2 separate regions of the Anser cygnoides genome follow, and region 1 is linked to region 2. Evidence: chromatin contacts called from public Hi-C data. All regions are on one chromosome and are shown on one strand. Each heading gives the region's core, a stretch centred on a gene start, on an enhancer-like site or on the middle of the called end of the contact. The rest is flanking DNA. Distances are from core to core; before and after follow the strand shown.

Region 1 (7,665 bases), core at 3,244-5,743, 36 kb after region 2:
ATGGAGTTGCATTTCTTCCTCCTGCTTCTTGCAGAAAGGATGATTTAATACCAGGTAGAGGACTCTTTCATAGAACCTGCCCTGGCACTTCCAGCTGACATACTGGCGACCCTTTGGCATTTTCCTTCACTTCTGGGGCTTCCGTGGGTTACCTGCTTGCTGCTTTTAGATCAGAAGCACACGCAACTGACTTGTACCTGTCACTACTGTTCTTCTTGGGGTTGGACTCAGGCACTGAAATGTGAATTTTCTTTGTGGACCTCTTCTCCAAAACCAGCACACAAGCGGCCCCATTTATTCCTCTTGTGTTGTTGGGTTACTTTGTTCCTTCTAGCCTCGTTGGTTTAGTGTTCCTAAAATTTCCTGCGTGTTAATGTTCTAAGCAAGAAAATAGCTTGTACCCCATGTGCTGGTTGGGTAACACTCAGCATTCATTTGCCTTAGTTGTGCTGGTAGAACTGTGGAACTAGAGGATGAGCTAGATCAGGATATGGGTCAGGTCCCTGTCCAGTGTGCTGTGCTGCTCTGTGCATCGCTGTGCTGGTATAGATGAGGAAATGGCCCGAGAGTGGGACAGGGTATGATTAATCAAATACTTCCCAGCTGCTCCTCAGTCTCTAGTCCTAGTGGTACGCTTCTGGTGGAAGTTATCAACAGGGACTGCAAAGTGTTTACAGCCTTCCTGAAGGTGCTGCGTGATGCTTCACTAATGAGTGAGACATCAGACGGCCTATGTTCAGATTGCTGCCGATAACTTCAAGGTTTTCTGATATCCTAGCAATTTATTTACCTGCTTTCATTATATGCAAACATCTTGCTGTTTATTAAATGGGGGAATGAGAAATATTTCCAAATATCTCAAGTCCTTCAATTCTTCCACCTGTAAAGAGCAAACTTGCTACACTTGAAACCAGAAGTATGTAATTGAAATCACATATAGCTGAGAAATAGTTTATTTCTCTCAAGTCAGTGAAGAAGACTTGAGTGCCCAGTAAAAGTATTTTGTTCTTTAGGCTTAAATTAAGGCTAGTTCTTCAGAGAAGTGATGCAAAGACTTTTGCATCTTAGGACTTGAAGCATGGCTCTGCATCTTCGTAGTCCACAAAACCTTTAGCTTGGAAAAGATTCTCTTGGGCTGAGTGGCGATGTAGTTGGGTGTATATCTTGTCTACACTGTATAATATATCTCTCCTCTGTTCCTGAAAGAAAACTGTCTTTGTGTTGATTAATAAGGGGAGCAGCTGCCTTCTATTAGAAAGTAGGTGTAATGTTTTTACAACTACAGCAGTTTCACCTAAAATTCACAATTAAAAGATCACTATTTAACCAATGATGCTAACCCATCAAGTGCTTTTTAGCAGTACATTTGCAAGAGTATATTACCACAAAATAAACTTCTAAGAAAGCGTTCTGTAGTGTTAAATTGGCCCGAGAAGATAACAATTGATTTATATGCAAGGAAGAAAAACTCTGTTAAGCTGTTTGTCTACCATGTTTTGAAGACACTATTTTTCCTAAGATTTTCCTAAGAATCACTGAAGTTCCTCATGTAATAACAAGAGTAACAGAAAATATGAGATTTTTAACATTAATAACTTCTGTTACAAATAAAATGGGAAATCTGCACCATCGTAGGACATTGTGCCTGCAGTTCAGCAAACCTGAGTGAGAAGTACATTAGCTTTCATTTGAGGAAAAGTCAACGAGAGAGAGATCTGATAATCCTGGTATCTTTTACATTGTGTGTTTTTAGGTACTAAATGTTAACCTAGGGTGGTGTATGCAACCCAGGATATGACTGTTGAGGACCATGGACTTGTTTGTGGTTTACATTAAGGATATTTTCTAGAATCAAAAAGTCTACTGTACTTAAATTTGTGATATTCACTGTCACAGATACTCAAACTCTTTCTGAATTGATGTTTCATTGATCCCTGCACCTCCTTGTCCCTTTTATGTGCTGACTATCTGTTCTTGTTTTCCACTAACATCCAGTGGCAAGACTTCCTTGTTGGCAAATTGTAATGTGTACATCTCATCACTATGTTTGAAGTCATTGAAGTTAGATGGAAAGTTCCTTTCACTGGCAAGAAAACAAAGTGCAAGTAACCAACTAATTCAAAATAGTTTAATCAGTACAGCATATTCAGAAATAGGTTCTTAGATGTACATTTCAGAAACTTATATTTAAAAATTGCAAACTGATCAGTGGGTCCTTTGTGTATTTTTTTTTCTTAAGTATTTTGATGGGTGTTCTCACAGGTCTCTTCATTTGTTTCTTCCTTCTCTCCATGCCAAGGGAATTATGAGAAAAGCTGTGATAAGCTGAAGGCAGCACCCTTCCCTGCCTCTCACCAGAGTTTGAATAACCTTTTTTAATTGTGTAAAATTTTCCTCATTTGAAAAGTACTCCTCCCTTCCACTGAAAAAAGCAAAACAAGGTGGTGGTAGTAACTGTCTGCGGTTGTTTGCTAGAGCGTGAGCAAAGAACGCAAAGGACGAGTATGCAGTAACTGGGGGAGCTGTGGGGCCCCAAGGCTCCGATTTCACAAGGAGCTGCATCCAAATTGGGTTTGTCTCGTGCCTTGCTCTCCTTGTCTCCATCTAAAGAGGTTGCCAGACAGAGTCCAGCAGAAGGTCTTTCACTTTGATTTTGCTGGGTTCGTATTTTACATCTGTTCCTGCTGGGCTTGTGCAGGAGAAGAAAAGCCGCTGTCAGCTGAGCAGAAGGAGCAAGGCTGTTCTTTTCTAGCTGGAGAATGATTTCATGAAATTACTTCTTACAAATACCTTGGTATAGAAATTGAGGCTGTTAGCTACCGCTCTTAAGTTGACTCAGGACTGTGAAGTTTCAATGTAAATGGTCAGTCTCTGGCAGTATTTTCTCCAGGTTTGTTTCACTGAAAGCAGTAGGCAAACCAGAGCTTGCATGTGAAAACAATATCCATGTTGCTTCGACAGACTTCTGATGCTCGAGTATAGTGCACTAGCCAGTGGGCAACACACATCTCAGTTCAAAATTCAGTTCCAAATCTAACACTCTAATCTTAGTTCAAACATCTAATACCGTAGAAGGTCTGTGCCCCTGACACTGTTTGTTTGTTTGTTTCATTTTTAAAAATAAAAAATGACAGTACTACTGTTAGAAATTTTGTTGTCTTGCTTTTGGCACCAGGGTCTGGTTACTGAGCAGAATGTCTTTCCTTGAAATGCTTTGCTTAAAAATATCACTGAGCAGGAACTTGCAGAGCATGGAGCAGGAAGAGTGTCGTAGCTGGGATGTACTCTGTTTTACTTAGAGTTGGCTTGACAAAGGAAGAGGTCTTTTGGCACAGGCATTTCAGTCTGGACTGCACTGTTGAAACAATATTTGTGAAATATGCAGTACATGGGATGTACAGAATATTGAACTTGCACCTTTTAAAAGTGATTTTAGTGGTCAGAAAGCTGTACTTTTTCCTGTTTTCACTCAAGATAGGGAGCTCGTCAACTTTCTGTGACTTTGCAGTGCATGTGGGCTGTTTTGAGACTTGCACTGTGAATTTTCATGTCCTGCTAAAGTGGTGGGAGGAGGAAGAAGAGTGCCCTTGCACTCCATTTGGACTTTAAGCTGAATGGACAGTAATTTTTTTTTAATTGATACTGGATGGCTAAGATGTATTTTTCCTTTCAGCTGATGTTTCTGTTTTATTGATTCTCATGGTATATTACCTGTTATGCTCTCTGATAGCAAAACCTCTAAAAAAAAAATAAAAAGAAAAATGAATTGCTACTGGACTTTCAAAGTGATAAGCATTCCAAAATGAATCTGACTCCATTTACACAAGAGGACAACGATGTTGGTTTTTTTTTCTCCAGTGGAGAGGGATTTGGGACTAGAATTCTCCAAGCCCATTCTATCACAGGGCCTTGTACTCATACCTCTCTTTGTGATAGGCTTGGAAACGTAGTATAGTCCTGATGGCAGAGTTATTAATATTTAGCATCAGCGAAGAGGTAAGGTACTTGCTGAAATAAAGGGTTTTGATATAAGGAAGGTTGCTGGCATGACACATGGAGCTGTGCAGCCAAAGAACAGTGGGACTAACCCACTTATTGCAGCATTGTAAACGTTTGTCTGCAGTCATGGTGGTACTGTGAGAGGACAGGGAGTTCTGTGGCAAATGACCAGAAAGTCACTCATGAAAAGGTGGTCTGCAAATCAATTTGACAAAATCGTTTCAGTGTTTGTGCTGAATGCTCTCATTCTCCAGGCTAAGCAGAGAGCAGCATTCAGCACATAACCAAAACGCTTACTATTTCTTTTTCTTAGGTTCCATGAAGTGCAGCCCCACTAGGACCTCCGGCTCCCGCTCCAATGTAACACCCCTCATGCACCATGCTGGTGATATCACATCACCCAGGGATCCCGCTGGAGCTCGGAGCCGGCCTACAAGGGGTCAGGTAAGTGCTACTGGAAAGCAGACTCCATGGCCCACTGCTATATGGGCACAATTCTTAGTATTTCTTCTTAGTTCCTAAGACCTAAGAAGAAAAATGTTTCGATTGATAAACCAGATCTCCCTGTTCTCTTAGCCTGGCTAATGGAGCATATAATGCAACGTGTATTGCTTACGTGGATGAAAGTTGCACAAATTGATTTGCAGGTCACCTTTAACCTATCAAAGCTGCATAGTTTAATAAAATATATTTGGTTTGGCATACGTACTGTGTTTTTTGCATTCTCTTACAATATGCTGTGTTTTATGTTTAGGTGGTCTTGAAAACCACAATTGGCTGCAGAAAGGTCAAGTTTGTTACTGTGAAGAGCTAGAACAGTTATTGCACTGTTAGGTCAGCAAACCAGCTAGCCCAGTAGTTTTGTGTGAAATCTAAAATGTGTGAGACTGTAGCAAGCTAATCTAGGAAGCTTGTTCTCAGTTGTTTGCTTGTTTACAAGAGCTTGTATCCCTTCCAGTATGTGTTTGTATTCTTTAACCTTTAGAAAAATCTTACTGGTTGAGTACCCTCATCCTTTTTAATCCTGCTCCTCTGCACGACTTGTAAAATCCTGTGACAGACTTCTAAAGGGCAATCTACCTGTTGTCTAAAAATGTTTTACTTTCAGTTTCATGTCTCCTAGTTCACTCGATTGTGTTTTTTCTCATGTTATGAAAGAAAGTAAACAGATTAGGAGTATCTCCGTTTCCCAGAAGAGATAGAATACGTGCTTTGTTTTCACTCAGGCTTTTTTTCTAGGCCTCTGTTCATTCTTATTGTCAACTTCTGAAAATACTGTAACTTCACAGCAGCGTGTCCGGGTTGATGTGGAATGGTAATCCTGTTCGGGTGGATCTGTTTGTCAGCTTCTTCAGTAGCATTTTTCTACCCTTCTCTGTTCACTTACAAAATATGCTTGTTTTCTTGGTTGTTGCTATGTACTGACCTGTGACCCACGCAGTGTTTTCCAGCTGTATTTAATGTTACATCCCAGTGCTCTGGAGGGAATGTTTGAATAACACACTGTAGTGTGTGTGGGTAGGTATGTGATAGATAGGTATCTGTGGTAGATATATTACCCTGGCATTTAGCTCAGACTGTCTTCTGCTTGTAGTGCCCTTTCACATTGCCCTGCCTTGTCTTTCCTGTAGTTTTTCATGTTCCTGTGCTCTTGCTTAATGTTAATTTGCAAAGGATCAAAAGTGAGCTACTTCATTGCTCGGTGCCTCCTTTGTGAATAGTAACCATAAGCCTGAAGCTTCCTGGTGCTCTTTTGTCAGGTTGAAGGCTGGTCAAGGCCATCCCTGTTTGCTGGTGCTTCACTGAAAAACATCTGTAAACAGCTGTCGTAAATTATAAAGGGAACGTTCACTGTGGTAGCTGGTGAGCAGATGGCTGATTTATAAAACCATGTTGTGTAATCTGGTGTAGCGTCATCTTTATCTTCTATTATTTCAATCAAATTCTAGGGTACAGAAGTACAGTTCATTGTCATCTAATTCCCTGTATCAGCTCTGTAGGCTTCCTTAAAATGTGGATAAAGTATTTTCTTAATTTCTTTAATTGATTTTTTGTATTCTTCTTGAAGAGATTCAGAAAGTGATCCTGATTCTGATACGTCTGCCTCTAAAACTAGAATAACAGCCGTTCTGCAGCGGAGTAGGTAGAGGGGCACTCGAGTAACCAAGCTGGGATGTTCTAGTAAGAAGTTTGCAAGACGCTCTCTTGAGGAGTGTTGTAAGGGTACAGCACGCTGGCTGTTTGTGGTGGATGACGCCTGTGTGCGGGTAATACTTAGCTTTTCATTGTTTCCCATCTGTTCCGTCACAGAGGCAGGATTTCGTACAGGACCTGCGTGAGGATGGAGTGTAAATGGGGGCTGCTTTAATCAGCAGTGTAGGTGGTGTGAGAGGCAGTCACCAGAATGCTGAGGAACGTGTACATCTTGGGCAAGTCGTGTACTGGTCTGTTTTGTAGGAGACCAGCCTAAAGGGTCTCATAGGACCTGGAGTTAATCATCGGTGATACTCTGAGTATTATGGTCTCCTGTTATTTAAACAGTACTAAGTAAAATAATTCAACTCTTTGTGGTGCTGTTTCTCAGGAAACTTCAGAAGGTGCAAACTGTATCCAGTGCTGTTGGTTCACTGAATAGCATCGATAGTGTAGAAAACCTCAGCAGTCATTGTCATTGGATTGTCATATGCACGCTTGCTCTTGGAGGGCTGTGCTAATCGCTAGTGCTCCTGGAGGCTGGGATGAAACTCTCTGAAGGGATATTTTTCTTCATGCTTTCTACTGACATACATAGACTCAGAGAAAGCTTCAAGCTGGGATCCAGACTTTTTTTCTAAATAGAATGAAGTAGAACTGCAACTCTGAAATTGTTCCACTCCCTGCCCTGCAAGGGTCTCCTGAACACAGGAGCAAAAATCTGTTTCTTGGCTCTCGAGAGAAAGAAAGTGGCTTCTCTGATGTAAGAGAGCTGTTGAGAGTTGGTATGTCCAGATATGTGATTGTGGTTATGTTTAGTGGCATCTTTTCAGGAAATATTTATTTTTCTTTCCTGAAAAAACTTTTCAGTTTTAATGAAAAAAGAAATATAAGCCTGGGACAGGTGACTCACCAAGTTAAAGAGCAGTATGACTTGGCATTCCTGAGATCTCATAAATATTTTCTAATGAATAGTCTCAGAAGACATATCGGGGTGAAAAATGCAATAGTGTTGGGCCATGTAGTTTTTTTGACACTTATAAAAGCGAGTATCTGATGTTGCTGTTTCATCCAGTAGCACAAGCTGTGTCTGTTTTCTCACTGCTCGCTGGAGCTGTTTGTTTTCATAGAATCACAGGATGATTTGTGTTGGAAGGGACTGTAAAGATCATGTAATTCCACCCACCCTGCCACGGGCAGGGACACCTCCAATCAGCCCAGGCTGCCCCCAGCCCCATCCAGCCTGGCCTTGGGCACTGCCAGGGATGGGGCAGCCTGGGCCAGGGCCTCACCACCCTCTGAGTGAAGGATTTCTTCCTTGTATCTCATCTAAACCTACCCTCTTTTAGTTTAAAGCCATTACTCCTTGTCCTGTCACCACACCCTCTGACAACGAGTGCCTCCACAGCTTTCCTGTAGCTGCCGTTAGGCATGGGCAGGCTGCTGAGAGGTCTCCCCGGGGCCTTCTCTTCT
Region 2 (7,334 bases), core at 416-2,915:
TGGCCTATGTGATTACTCAATGTTGTTGCTGTTAAACAGCACTAATCTGCTTTCTGACTTGGTAGGAGAGTTATAATGTGTCAGACATCTCAAAAGGGGTCCCTGGAGCCCATCCTGTCCCCAAAGAGCTCCTGTCACTTCTCTGGATCCAAGTTCAGCTGGCTCCACAGCATGTGCCTAGGCACAGGGCTTAGCTCAGGGCCAAAAAGGAAGTTCAAATTACCAGTTAGTTTCCTTAAAATATGCCCATGAAGGAAGGGAAAGCCCTTTAGAAAAACAGGGCCCCAGAAATAATGTCCCTACTCCAGATGAAATCCCCAAGTCCAGACTAAGGAGTGAAGGTGCCAGTCTGAGCAAGCAACAAACCCTGAAGAGAAATTCCTCTTCTTCAAGCCACGGTGGCTTGCTGTGTCCAAGAGGAGGACAATGAATCTTGCGTAGGCTGTAACTGTCAATTTGCTCAAAAACATGGGTGATGTGTCTCTGCTCACCCCATCAGACGTTTTCTGGCTGATCTGATCTCAGGACTTCCTGATCTCAGAACAGTTGTCACGGCTTCTGCTATCAGTGCTGCAGCACACTGCAAAGACCACATGTCCCTGAAGGTGCAGGATAATCATGCAAGTCCCTAAAATTCCCTGCAGCCGGGAACTACTTCAGTTCCCAGCCACTGGGGCAGATGCCAAGAGTAACCGAAAGCAAAACCCTGAGGAACCTGGGAACCTGGATCAGAGATGCAACGTCATGTGGTGGCAGCTAGTGACAGCTGGCATTTTGGGATGAGTCCTTAATAACCCGGCATGAAAGGCAGTGAGAAAATAGCGAGCTCCCCGGTGCTCAGGGCCCAGGCTGCCCTGGCTCAGGGCCATGCTGATAAGCAGCCGTCTGCCCTTGAAGCTCCTGTGAATGAAGAGCTCAGGATGGGAGCACCGACCGGAGCCGACCATGGGAGGGAGATGCCCATCCTGGGCAGGGGTTCCCATCTTTCCCTCGGGAGCGCTGTGGAAGCCAACATCCCTGCTTCTGGTCCTTGCCGAGCTGTGCTGCCCCGTGGTCCCTGGTAATCCATCTCAGGGACTCCAGGGGCAGCTCATCACAGGGACCGAGCCACCGGGCCCACCCTCTCTGTTCCCTGACACCACGTTTGAACCCGTTACGTGGAACAAGGACCTACAACATAAACATTAATCTGCGTGAGGGCAAGATTTCAGCACTAACACCCACAGAGGAGCAGTCGGGCCACACAGCTTGCAGGGGGTACAGGCCACGGCCACGGAGCCCACCCAGGACCAGCACAAATCCTTGAAAAGCACAGCTGCTGCCGCGTGGTTCACATCTGCCTAAACCAGGCCGAGAAAACACATGGAAAAGACAGGGATGAGAAAAAGCAGCCGCTGAAGCGAGCGGAGGAATCGCTCGCCTTAAAGACGCACAAAAATTGCAAAAGGGGCCCGAGGCCTGGACCCGGGGGCCCTCTCGGCCTCCGCCCGGCAGCTCGGTGCCCCGAAGGCGGCAGCTCCGCGGCAGGGCTGCCCGGGGGGGGCTCCGCAGCGCCCCGCCGGCCTCCGGCCGCCACGAGGCCCCGGGCCACGCCCCGCCGCGCTCCGGGAGGGCCGGGGCCGCCTGGCGGGGCGGGGGGGCGGGGCGGGGCGGGCCGCGGGGTCGGCGGTCGGGGCGGGGGGCCGGCGGTCGGGCTGTCGGTCAGTGAGGAGCCATGGCGGCCGAGGGGCTGGAGGGGATCTCGGCGCGGCCGCTGGGCGCGGCGGAGCCGCTGTGGCTCGGCTCGCTGCGGGGCAAGGTGCTGCTGGTGGTGAACGTGGCGTCGCTCTGAGGCACCACCACCCGCGACTTCCTGCAGCTCAGCGAGCTGCAGCGGCGCTTCGGGCCCCGCGGGCTGCTCGTCCTCGGCTTCCCCTGCAACCAGTTCGGGCACCAGGTACCGGGGGGGGGGGGGCCGGGAGCGGGGCGGGGGGTCGGGGAGCTGGGGCCGCGGGGCCTGGATGGAGCCTGACGCTGCGGGTGCGGGGGGGGCTCCGTCTCCTTAGGAGAATGCCACCAACGAGGAGATCCTGCTCTCGCTGGAGCACGTGCGTCCGGGCAAGGGGTACAAGCCCAACTTCACCATGTTCGAGAAGTGCGAGGTGAACGGGAAGGACGCGCACCCACTCTTCACCTTCCTGAAGGAGGCACTGCCCTTCCCGCACGACGACCCCTCCGCGCTGATGACCAACCCGCAGTACATCATCTGGTCCCCCGTGCGCCGCAACGACATCTCCTGGAACTTCGAGAAGTTCCTCATCGCTCCCGACGGCGTGCCCTTCAAGCGCTACAGCCGGCACTTCGAAACCATCAAGATCCAGGATGACATCGAGCTGCTGCTTCAGAAAGTCCCGAAGGATGCTCTTGAATAAAGCCGAGCTCTTCAGGATCTGCTGCCCTGCCGGCCCTGCTGCCTGTTCAGCTCCCTCAGCTCGTGCCTGCTTTGCTAGGAAGGGGCTGTTACCCTGACAGAAATTCCAATGTCCTTGCAAGTTTTGCTTGTGATGGTGCATCTTCCAAATCCTTGAAGTGTACTTGATGTTTTAAAAGTTGCATGTGAATGTTTGGAAAAGTATGCTAGGGAAAGCAGCCTGTGAGTCTCAGTGGCTTACTGTGATTCTCTGAATAAAAACAAACAAACAAAAAGTGCTTTCTTTAAGGCTACTGCTTGGTAAATCTGGGTGAGTTGGGCAAAACATGGCTGCTGCGTTACACACTTGTCAGGTCCTGTTGGTGCTTGCAGGCCTGACTCAAACCATGCAGGCACAATTTGAACAAAAACACAGCCCAGCAGGATGGGGAAACAGTTTGCGATTTTTGCAAACTCTGAATCAGTGTCGTATCTCACCCTGTGCAAAACAAGGGTGGCAGAACAGGAGCCTGGCACGGAACAGATACCTTGCAAAACAGCTTAGTGGACCTTGAGGCTTGCTTAGGAGAGGCGTGGAGGCAGACGGCCAAAGAATGAATTTAGATTGGCTGACCCTCAGCACGGATACCAGTAACAGTCCGTGACAGGTTAATAAATGTTCAGGCAGATGAGCAACCGAGCAGTTTGTACTGCTTGCTGTGCCCACACTGGCAAGGGTCACGGGGAGGAGCAGCCTTTGCCCAAGGCCTGTCTTATTATTTGTCCTGCACTAGCAGAAGCCCTGGGGACAGTCAGAACCACAGCAGCATCCACAGCACCTCTGCCTCCTTTCAGCCCAGCTATCTCCTGTGGCTGTCACATTTTGTGTTGGAGGTAGTCCAACACGTGTTGGGCTTTCTGCACATTTGCCCAGTCCGGCATTCGGCCCACATCACGTTGCAATGCTGGGAATTACACAGAGGACTGGTTCTTTCATTTCCAGTGGAGAATATCAGACTGCTTCTCCTGTAGAAACTGTTTTACCTCAGATTGTCATTGCTGACCTTTGGGCAAAGAATTGAATGCAACATGCAACGTATGGGAGAGCCAGGGTTCAGGCAATGTTTTCTTCTTGTTTTTATTCCTTTCCTGACATGTTTTTGACTCCTGATGGGCACCAAGCTGACATATTTCACATAGTTGTGACAATCCTGATGTGTTGTTCCTGAGCAGTGATGCAGGATTTACAACATGCTGCTGAATGGCTGAAATTAGCATTGGTTTTCTCCTGGAAACTATGAACCTGTGCCAAATTCTATCTGCCATCGTATTGGGCAGTCGCACAGGTCCTTCTGCAGGTAAATTTTCACTCCTTAAACATCTCTGTGAGCCCGTTTTCAGTACAAGTTACTCCTCACAAGGCCTTGTAGCACTGGGTATAAACCTGGTGCTGAACTGAGAGGTACAAATCCAAACTAGAAACTCAAGCTTTTGAAGGGAAGGCACAACACTTTTAAGCTTTATCATTTACACACTGTTTAAATAATTAAACTTTGGCTTTTTTTTTTTTTTAATTATTCTCCTGTCCATAGCTTCTTACCTCCTTAATTTACTGCCTGCTTTGTTAGTGCAAGTACATTCAAGGCCCTTGCTGGGTTGACTAGTGCTGGGCTTGACGCATTACAGCAAAACCTACAGCCAGCTCCACCCTGCTTACTTCTGCCTGTGAGTAATCAAGATTTGAACTCAGATTGCACAATCCTCACTGGGCTATTTCTTAACTTCCAGTACAGCTTTGTGGAAAAACAGGATGTTTTCAGTAACTATTTCAGCTTTGGGGCTGAAGCTGCTTGATTTGGTGTATTAATTTTGCAGTAAATCTACTTCCCTAATTAACACAGGATGTTGAAATACGCTGAGAGTACAGCAGCTTACAGGCAGCAGGAACTGCTACTCAGTGCGCTGTATTTTAAAATCGTATTCAACATGAACTGTGGCATTTCCTTCATCTTGGCTCACCAGATTGAAGACGTTTGAACAGGAGCGTTTGCAGGGACACCTCATGTGCTCTGCCATCTCCGTACCAGCCTGCGGCCCTTGCTGAGCCTCACAGCAGAGCAGACTGTAACACCTGCTGCTGGTCCCAGGGCAGCCCTGCCAAAAGGGAGCTCTCAGTCCAGTTCTATTTCTGTAATTTAAGAGAGAAACAGACTGACTCAGTAGGACACCTTAGAATAAATACCACTGTAGCGTACTTCCCGTGGCCTGAAGACATTGCCCTTTCCATATCTGTCTCATATCTACACTCCTACACCTTTCTACTCCAACACTTATCTGCAAACAGCTACTTCCTCTGTTAGCATTCACCCAGGTTTTTCATTCCTCTACTTATCAGTCCCATCCTTCCCACCTTTCTAGAGAATGTTTTGCCCTCCTCCCCACACACCTCATGATCCCCCTCGCCCCCTTTCTAAGCTGTTGATAGCTGCCATCAACTTCTTTAAACCTTTTAACAAGTTTGGTTATGAACCTGTCAGAAGTGTTAACTAGCTGCAAAGAAAATTTTCCCTTCCTGCTCCTATCTCCCTCTCCTGGGTTTCCTAATGCTCTGCACACCGAGCCCGAAGGCATGTGCTGAAACCATGATTGAGGAACTGTGGTGGTCTGAAGTGTTTATACAACAGAAATGCCATCAAGTGGAGCATAAGACCTTTCCCTGCCTGTTAAAAGTTCCCAGCTATTTATAATTCCTTTCTCCTCCGGATGAGCATACAGGAACTTTAAGACAGACTGATTGTGATCACTGCCATAGCAAGGCAGGTAGGAAATGCTGAGCTCAAACTGGGTGGTGCTTGAAAAGAACAGTTTTTGTTCCTGTTGGTACCTCTCTGGCAGTTGAACAGCCGTTTAGCTTTCAGCTGGAGACAAGTAAGGACAGGAAGCTAAATGGATGAAAAGAAAGCACTCAAAAGAGACAAAAGAAGACATAGCCCCCATATCTACTGTGAAACTGCAATAATGTCATTTCCAGTTCTGAATCAGAAAGCTATGAATGAGACTGTTTTCTTTACCACGCTTTGTATTAGGAGTAGGTAATTCATTAGCAGAGTGAGGTCAGCCATGTAAGCATTACCTCAGAATAGCTGACTCATTCTAAAAACACACCCAGCCTTGTCCTAACAGGGTGTATTGGGTTCCTGAAAAACCAAAGGGGCACTGCCCTTTGAGAAAAACAGAAGTAACAGAAATCTGCTCTTGCTGGAAGGAGGAAATTCTCATCTTCTTCAATATTAACTGAACAGGCTTTCACAGCTGTCACAAAACCAACAGCTTCCCCCCGGTTGGGTGCAGCACAGCCAGACCTGGCTGAGGAGAGGCAGAGCCCACCTGCAGAGCTGCCCACACCACTGTGCTGCGGGAGGCACCATGCCAGGAGCACACTCCTCCGTGCAGATATTCACATCGGCCCTGCTGCCTTCTCTGCGAGGAGAAGGGATTTCCTTGGCATTTCATTTTAAGGCAGGTTTTTAAGTTTCTGAATCATCACCTGAATCCTCCCCGCTTTTCCCACTGCTCAAGCCCATGCTCCATAAACACAAAGCTTCCCCACTGGGACACGCTACAATAACGACAAATGCCCAAATCTCTTCCCAAGAGGTTGTTTCCAGAGACACTTTCACAGCTCCTGAGAGCTCCGCAGGCCGTTACTCAGATCTGTTCTCTCTTTTCTTCCCCTTCCAATGTGAAATCCCCTTTGCTAGCCAGCACCCTGAGTAGAGGGCTCCAAAAAGACAGCTGGAGGAGAAAACAAGCACAACAGGTGAAAACAGCATTGAGGATATCTGTCCCTCATTAAATACGGCTGGACATCAGGAAGAGGTTCTTCACTGAGAGGGTGGTCGCACACTGGAACAGGCTCCCCAGGGACGTAGTCACGGCACCAAGCCTGTCAGAGCTCAGGAAGCGTTTGGACTGTGCACTTAGACACATGGTCTGAATTCTGGGGTAGACCTGTGTGGTGCCAGGCATTGGACTCGATGATCCTTATGGGTCCCTTCCAACTCGGGATATTCTGTAATTCGATGAAATATGAAATTAAGCTTGCTGCCCCAGCCCTGTCAGGACCCTCCCTGCCTCCAGGCAGCCAGCAGAGGCTCACCTGCACCCCAGCCCAAGAGCTCCGTGCCCTGCCAACTGCCAGCGCCCTGTAGGGCCACCGGGCACTACAGCACGGACAGAGAAGCCGCACACAGCCTGTGACACCTCAGACACAGCCCTGCCAGCAGGGCCGGTAACGCCACAGCCACACACCCCGCACTCCCCGGCTACCACAGCCACAAAGAGGTCCCCCCTCCCCCAAAGCAGACGGACAAGATGGCGGCCCCCCCTTCCCCGCCCCGCCCTCACGGAGGTCGCGCGGAGGCGGGGCTGAGCGTCGCGGCCGCCCCCCAGCGCGCATGCGCACGCGGGCCGCCGACCGGCAGCGGCGGGGCGAGCGCACCAAGATGGCGGCGGCCGAGGGTGGCGGGGCGCGGCCGGACACGGCGGTGCAGCGGGCAGAGCTGCGGGCGCTGCTGGCCACGGCGCTGCGGCCGGGGGAGGCCTGGTGAGTGCGGCCGGGCCGCCTGCGTCCTCCCCTGCCCTCCCGTCCCCCTGGGGCCGCGCGGCCTGCGGGCAGGGCAGGGCAGGGCAAGGCCGGGCCGGGCCGGGCCGCCGCTGAGGGGGCTGCGCCGTGCCTTGCAGGTACCTGGTGGACATCTGCTGGTTTAAGCAGTGGAAGAAGTTCGTGGGCTTCGACAGCTGGGACATGTTCGGCGTGGGCGACCCGAGCCTTTTCCCCGGGCCCGTGGACAACTCGGGGCTCTTCAGCGGTGAGTGGCGCCGCGGGGCCCGGGGCTGCTCCGGCCGGGCCGGGCCGGGTCGGGGCGCTCCGCCGGTGGCCGAG

The links. A called contact is a pair of places that touch in the nucleus more often than the background predicts.
Region 1: a contact with region 2 is called in a Hi-C map of liver, with 7 times the contacts expected there. The contact joins the enhancer-like site here to the promoter of GPX1 in region 2. A contact is called at or near these places in 2 of 7 Hi-C or Micro-C datasets (both in liver).

Annotation. Positions count from the first base shown.
Region 1 is chr10:17,944,323-17,951,987 of Taihu_goose_T2T_genome, forward strand. All of the region lies in intron 12 of USP4 (ubiquitin specific peptidase 4), which reads left to right. Among named protein-coding and RNA genes, the nearest start is that of EMC3, 24 kb to the right of the region's middle. Within about 2 kb of position 4,494, at least 1 of the 3 cell types and tissues checked has open chromatin away from gene starts, as enhancers often do. A contact at or near this core is called in liver, where this site is marked.
Region 2 is chr10:17,911,601-17,918,934 of Taihu_goose_T2T_genome, forward strand. GPX1 (glutathione peroxidase 1) reads left to right here and starts at 1,666. Exons shown (of 2, transcript XM_067003245.1): 1 at 1,666-1,936; 2 at 2,046-2,675. The coding sequence starts at 1,715. The coding sequence ends at 2,411. It overlaps USP4 (ubiquitin specific peptidase 4), which reads left to right and starts at 6,832. Exons shown (of 21, transcript XM_067003243.1): 1 at 6,832-6,995; 2 at 7,133-7,260. The coding sequence starts at 6,847.